2 separate regions of the Mus musculus genome follow, and region 2 is linked to region 1. Evidence: chromatin contacts called from public Micro-C data. All regions are on one chromosome and are shown on one strand. Each heading gives the region's core, a stretch centred on a gene start, on an enhancer-like site or on the middle of the called end of the contact. The rest is flanking DNA. Distances are from core to core; before and after follow the strand shown.

Region 1 (3,625 bases), core at 415-2,914:
AGCACACTTTCTCCAAATGATTTTTAAATTTAACCATAGTTTTGATTGCTCTTTCAAATACCGTAACAAAACTTCCACCAAGGTGATGTTTCAAATTTAAAAAGGTGTTAAGTGTTAAAAACACTAAATTTTTTGTAGTAATAAACATCCTAAAAGAACTCTGCAAAGTAGTCCTAAATGAAGAGACTAATTACTATCTGAGCTACAGAGAATGGGACAAAGAGCCCAGCATTTTAGGCCCAGTGACAGCTACCCAGAATAAGAATTACAAATTACACTACTGCAACTCACCTCACCAACACTGAAGGGGCACTTTGGACAACATTTAACAGCCACTATATGTATATATATTTCTGTGTAATATGTTGAAGTTTATTTGGAGTTTTAAACAGAGGGCCCATTCTGTTCATAAGTGGCATACCGCCACCATGGGAAAACTAGCTACAGTATTCTGTCATTAACAACAAACTAAAACAGTGTATTGCAATCAATTCTTTTGCAACCTTAGAAACCAGCTTTTAATACGGTATGAATATATTCTACTTTATCTGCCCAGCACAGGAGTGTGTGACCGCTTTTATCAAAAAACCTGAATGGCTGCAGCTTTTGCCTTCCGATCCAAGTTTTTGAAGGGTGACTGTGAATGTTTGAGAAACGTTTCTGTAACCACTCTTTGCAAATCCCAAGAACCTGAGGGGCTCGGGTTAGCGGTGGATTTGGTCCTGTCCTCTCCTGGGCTCTGCTAGCAGTCCTCCGTGTCAAGCTACGGGAACAAGGGAGGTGAACAGAAACAGGACTTACACGTTTGATGCTACTTTAGAAACTCTCCAATAACTTGAATCTGACTGAGAAAGCAATGCTGACGAAGATGAAAACTCTCAATCCCACCCTGCGCCCAGGGTTATTTATGTACAGTTTCAGGAGACACTTTTGTCACCAAAAGGATTGTTCGATATAACCGCAAACTTCGGTGGGTTTCCTGTCCCCCAGACTATGCCCATTCGATAACTGTGAGAAGCCCTCACCTTAAGATCCGTATGTGACATCCACTTTGATTTAGGGAGATTTAAGAAAACGGGATGGCACTAAGAAAAAGTGTAGCGCAGGAGTACCTCACTCAACCTAAGCAGCAACAGAACTGCGGCGGCGGCCCAAGGGGACCCTCCAAGCTGGTGGAATCCGCCATTTCCCACGGCCTGTTTGGGTCACCCTGGGTCACCGCGATGTGCCCTAAGACCTCCGGGTCTGGAGGTCCGCCTCAGGGTGTCCCTACGCGGGTTGGCCGCTCCCCGGTAGCCGCGGCTCGCGGGGACACCTGTGAGGACCTTGCGAGACCGGCAGGCTCTGTCTGGGTTGGAGAAGGGCAAGCGGGCGGGCCAACTGCCGAGGCCAGGCGCGGCCTCCACCGGTCCGTCACTCACCCTGGCTGCGGCCGCGGGTCGCTGCCCGGCCGCCACCGAGCCTGCACAGCGCCGCCCAGCTGCACCTGTGCGCCGCGGCGGCGGCGGCCAAGCCCGGAAACATCCTGGCGGGGCAGAGGCCCCCACTCGGACACCACCTCCTGCCTCCGAGCCGCCTGCCGCGCCAACTGACTCCATAGACCGGACCCCGGCGAGCACGGATGTGTGCGCCGCGGCCGGCGGCCTCGGCGACCCGGAAGTCATGGGGGTGTGGCGCGACAGCGGAAGTGACGGAATATGCCAGCGGGGGCGGGGTGGGCGGTGCTTCTGGCCAGCACCGGGCCAGGACGGTGTGCGCTGCCGACTGTGCTGGGCATTTGTGAGTCCGTGTCGTGTCCCGGGAGACAGTCTTACGAAGCGCCGCCGGGGCGTGGGAAGCAGGAGGAGAAGGCAGGGTTTAAGCCTCTGTCCCCTTTCCTTTTGAACCCTCGGCACCGCTCTGTCCAACACCGTGGTCACCTTGCTGATCACTCAACCTCCGCTTCTCGGTCGTAGTATAACAAAATTAGAGGCGTGCATAAAATTTGAAGTCGCGGTACTATGTGTACGCGAAGATGGAGCAGTTTTTCAAACAGCCTGGTCCCAGAGAGAAAGAAACCTGAACACATTCGCCTGTTTTAACCATTACCATGTCAGGTTCATTCAGTTCTTAGCTTAAGCCTTCTTTCACCACCCTAATTATAATTAACGTGGTTCTCATTTTTAAATAGTTACCCTGTACACTTTTCTTCAAAATACCACTACTGAAATTATTGTCCCCCCGGAATAGAGAATAGCTATATGGACACTGGATCCTGTGCAGTATACGTATACTACTATATTCCAGGGGCTAAGTCAATACCTGTCTGGCCAGATAAATAGAATGGGATGCATGTCCAGTTGTTTTAAAGATTAATTTAAATCGCTTAGTGAAAGTACTGTAAAATAAAATTTTAAATGGAAAATGAGTGCACAGGGCCGAGGGAAGGTATAGGGAACTTTCGGGATATCATTTGAAATGTATATAAAGAAAATATCTAATAAAAAAATAAAGAAAATGAGTGCAAATCAGTAAATGGGGAGGAAACCCACCACTTTGAGTGGACTTGAGGCTCCCTTCACAGGAGGGAATCCACCTCTGGTAAGGTTAAGCAGGTCAAAAGCCCATGGCTAACAAGGTTGTGGTCTCTAGTAAAAGGCTATTGCAGCTATTTGGATAAATATATTATGGTCTGACACCCCTTCCCCCATAACTGTAGCCATTTTGTTCCATGCTTGCCAGTTATATTACTACTCTAACATGCCTGCCACTCACTGACCAAGAAGTGACTTGGCTCAAGAACATGCTGACCACATAACCATGGTTTTGTCCTGTATGTTCTGAATGTTATGTATGAGGTTTGCTAATCTTAAGAAATTCCATCAAATCAAAGGTCAACACGAACTGTTCTGTGTAAAACGGCTTGAGTTAGAGCTGACCACCGGACAGCCCTTCCTGCACCTACATATGAGCTCACTGTGGTTTTTGTGGCTGACAGTGAAGAATGCTTCTAATAAGCTAAAAAGTTATAACACTCATGCTCTGTTATCTCGATGTCCTGAAATTCCCCTGTTCACCATGCATCCCGACACTTTCCTTACCTTACTCAGGACCCATCAGCTGATATACTTTGCCTCGTGAGCCTTCCTTGCCCTTTAAACTTCTGTACCTTGTTTTTTGGGTTTTGTTTTGTTTTGTTTTGTTTGTTTGTTTGTTTGTTTGTTTCGAGACAGGGTTTCTCTGTGCAGCCCTGGCTGTCCTGGAACGCGCTCTGTAGACCAGACTTTCCTCGAACTCAGAAATCCACCTGCCTCTGCCTCCCAAGTGCTGGGATTAAAGGCGTGCGCCACCATGCCCGGCCTGTACCTGTTTTTTTGTTTGTTTGTTTGTTTTTCCTATAGAAAGTCTACTATGAGAGCAGACTGGTGCCACAATTAGGTTTTTCCTTCTTGTGGACCTAGGCATCCAGTGTTATGGTGTGTGTTCAATAAACTATTCTTGCTTAACTGCGATGGTGTGTGTGGCAAATTCCTGAACCCCAACAAACGGATAGGTTATTCTGGTTAAATTGCCTTCTAAAGTGTGTGCCCATAGAGTAGTGCTACTGTCAGCTTTGAACAGAGCAGCTGTTTGTTTGTTTGTTTGT
Region 2 (3,625 bases), core at 488-2,987, 300 kb before region 1:
TTCCCAGGTCCTCAGAAGTGGGCTTTTTAACACTCTCCCCTCCCCGCCAAAATTAAACCCCAGAGGAAAACCCTGTTTGATGCTGACCCCTCCCTCCTCTCAGTTATCATTTGGACGACAGGACCTGCTTCTCTCTCCCTGTCTTTCTGGGGATCAGAGTGTGCAGGCCCCACACTGCCACCTCCCAGTCCTGGGGAGACACAGGCTCTCAGCTCCACACACTTCTCGGGTTTCCTGGCAGTAAAACCTTCGCCTTGAGCCTTAAAAGGTTTCCCTGATGTTCCAACTCAAGTGGAAAACTTTTTTTTCAAGGTGTAAATTTCCTCAGCTGGGGTCCTGATTTATTCACCTCTTAAGTGAGCAAGTGGACAAGTGAGCGGAAATTTGACCCGTGTTTTCCGACGTGAGAATAGGGGGCCTGAGAAATCCCTGTGACCCGGAATTTTAAATCCTCACCTCCAAAGACTTGGGTGTTTCTGAAAAGCGTGACAATAGGGGGTGGACTAGAGAGGGTAATTGGATGCAGAGAATTGTAAGGAAGTTGGAAGAGTGACGAAATGCTACTACTCGACAAAAGAAAATAAGGGGGTGATCAGAGTCGAGTTCCCTGGCACCCGCACTTCCGGAGTTCCCCCACTTGACCAGAGCGCCCAGGAAACCCAACCTAGCTCCAGCTGTCTACCCTAGAAGCACCAGGTTCCCGCCAGACCAGCAGTTCCTGCGAACCCTTGCAAACTTTCCCTAGGGCCGAACCATGGGCATCACGTGCAGCCGGGACCCAAACTGCAAAGCGATAGGACCCCTGACCTGAAATACGATCACCCTCTTTTTCTTCAATCCCCAGACCCAGAGGTGGTCCACTTTGTGGCCCGAGCTAGTAAGGCGTGCCTGTGTCGGGTGGGCGAGCCATGTCCGCCCAGGGATGCCGCACTTACGCGCGGTGATGCCAGGATGCTCCAGCTCTCCGCGGTCGTTGGTGCAGCCCCCCTGCTCCAACCTGGCGTCGGCTGCCGCGCAGCAGTAGCGCAGCGCACACGAGCCGCAGCAGATGGTGGCGTCCTGCGTGTCGAAGTCCTCGGGGCACTGGAACCCCTCGTGATAGTTGCCCTGCGCGTCCACCCAGCCGTGGCAGTATTCCCCAGGCTGCTGCGCGCCCGCCGGGCCCCAACGTAGCAAGCCCACGAGCAGACAGAACGCCAGCAGCGCCCCCATCGCCGCCCCGCGCCCGGTGGCAGCTGGAGAATCCGAGGGCGGAGCCGGAGCTCCGGGGGACCAAGGTTCCGCCTCCCCGAGGCACCACGCGGCCGGTTGACCTCCCGGTCAAGAACGCGTTCTCGTGGGTTAGCAGCGGCTGGGCAGGAGGCGTGGGCTGCTCTGCGGGCTCCGCTGGCCGGAGGACAGCATGGTGCGCGAGGGTGAGGGGACCAGGGATCGCGGGAGGCCACCGCGTAGGCTGCGACTGAAGCAGCGGCCGCCTTTAGCCAGGCTCATCGCGCTAGGAGCACCCGGGGCCAGGCCGCTATTCTTGCGGGCCGTCGAGCCCTGAACGACCAACTCCAGGGCCGGGCAATGTCCCAATCGTGGGCTGTCGCCCGGTACCCGGCAGAGCCGGGAACTGAGCTTGGCTCTCCACGTGCAGGTCTCGGGGACCAACGGCTAATTCCGCTCCCGCCCCTGACTGTCACGCAGGCGGGAGACAGCCCAGTCGCGGCCAAGTGCAGAGGGCCTGGGGTGGCTGACAGCTCTGCCTGGAGGGCGTCCCTTAAAAAGGCAGAGGGAGGAGGAGACTCGAGGGTGAGGAAAGTCCGCCCTCCGGGGTCGCCGCGCGAGCTAATCACAGCGGGTGCACCGCGATGCGGTCCGCACGCCCGCAGGTTCACGCGCGTCTCCCCTCCGCCCCCACCCACGGCGCTACCCCGGGCCTTGGCGGTGACCCCGAGGGGACCAGGCCGAGCCTGCCACCTAGCTGTCACATAGCCAGGGGAAAACCTGCAGAAGGATGAGGAAGACTACGGTCCCGCTTCCGTCCACGCCTGCCAGCTCACGAGGGGACTTGCGCCGCGCTTGAGTTCCACGGGTTTCTTTTAAAAAACGAGCGTGGCGTCTGAAGTCCCCTAACTGTTCTGTCGGCTTGTGCACAGACTCAGTTTGTCCCTGGGCCGCCGATTCTGAGGATTCGTTCGATTCCGATAACCTGATTTTTAGGGTCACCAACATTTGCACCTCACTCCCACCCCTTCACCCCTCCTTTCCAGCTTCCACGAGTTCACGCTCAGGCGCCTCCTTCCCGCACCGCTGAGCCGGCGCCGGGGAGGACCCGGGTCAGCCCCGCCAGCCTCACTTCAAAGGCCAGGATTTCGGTGTTCCGCGCCCGCAAAGGAAATAAAAGAGCAGAATTAATGATAATCGAGCCTATCTGAACTTCTGTTCGGGCAAAGAAACACATTTATTTAAATGATGTGTCCCCTGTGGGCTGTTTGCAGGGCATGGCTCCTCTAGCCGAGGGAGAGCCTTGTGAAGCCAGAGTTACGTGAAACCGGTGCTAACCTCAAGACTTTATTTTTATTGCAACCTGTGTTTCCTCTCCGGGGTTTATTGGTTCGGTACGTGTGAGGACGTTCGTCTCAGCCACACGGTTTGTCAAACGCTTTGAACACCCTGTCACCGATTTAGATATTAGCAAGTCTCCTGAAACAAATGGAAGAACTTGTCAGAGCACCGCCAACACAAGTATACGCGGTCAGAAGTATTTATTACACCCGCAGCTTGCCCACGGTCCCAGAGGCTTCTAGAAAAACTTCGGTGCTGAATAAAACGGTTTATTTTTAAGTATCTAAATTAAATTCCATCCCGGGTAAAGAACCACTCCTAGCTTCAGGTCTTAAATATTGAGATTGTTATTTAAATATAAAAATAAATACCCAACACGCCACTACTGAGTAGGACTGTGTAAAATTATAACTGCATTGCTCCACAATAAATGTTTGGGGGGCAATAATAAGTTATCAAACTGTTAAGTAAAGCCAAATTACATTTAGGCAAACAAATTTCCTTAACTAAGAATTTAATTGAAGCATGTGGAGTAGAAATTTCGTGGTTAATGGATTTTTATTTATATAGGAAAAAAAATGCTGTCACCGGGCTTTCAGGCTGCTTAAAACAAACAAACAAACAAACAAAAAACAACAAAAAACCAAACCAGTTTTTTAGGGGCAGCAGGGAGGTTGGTTTTGTTTTCAGGAAAATAAAGAGAAAAAGATTTAAAACCACAGCAAATATGAGCTACAAGGATCATAATAAAATAATCAAACTCGAAGACACACTAACGCTTAATAACTTTTCCAGAGCCACACTACTTAATATCTTTTTTTTTTTAAGTTACGATTTGAGGAATTTCATTACATCACAACTGTGTGAAACTGTACAGCAGCCACGGCCCCTCCATCAGTCCCCCAAGGGTCAAGTTTCCTCCTTCTCCAGCTGTTCTTTGATAGCGTTAATATTTTAAGGAGTGATTTGTTGGCACTTCCCTCCCATTAATTACATTTCTCTGTGCCACAGAGGGGTTCTTTTCCCTGGGACACTGGCTATAATTAATTTCCTCATTTAGAGCCCTTGTCTATTT

The links. Hi-C and Micro-C count contacts between places; a contact is called where the count stands out from the background.
Region 2: a contact with region 1 is called in a Micro-C map of embryonic stem cells, with 2.7 times the contacts expected there. The contact joins the promoter of Shisa3 here to the promoter of Slc30a9 in region 1. A contact is called at or near these places in 8 of 39 promoter capture datasets (cranial neural crest, embryonic stem cells, hippocampal neurons and 4 more), 1 of 484 Hi-C or Micro-C datasets (embryonic stem cells), 2 of 115 datasets of contacts at active chromatin or transcription factors (large pre-B cells and memory CD8 T cells) and 1 of 9 other capture datasets (adipose tissue).

Annotation. Positions count from the first base shown.
Region 1 is chr5:67,304,994-67,308,618 of GRCm38.p6, reverse strand. Slc30a9 (solute carrier family 30 (zinc transporter), member 9) reads right to left here and starts at 1,664. Exons shown (of 18, transcript NM_178651.4): 1 at 1,422-1,664. The coding sequence starts at 1,524. RefSeq lists a cis regulatory region at 1,293-2,016.
Region 2 is chr5:67,605,995-67,609,619 of GRCm38.p6, reverse strand. Shisa3 (shisa family member 3) reads right to left here and starts at 1,737. Exons shown (of 2, transcript NM_001033415.3): 1 at 936-1,737. The coding sequence starts at 1,212.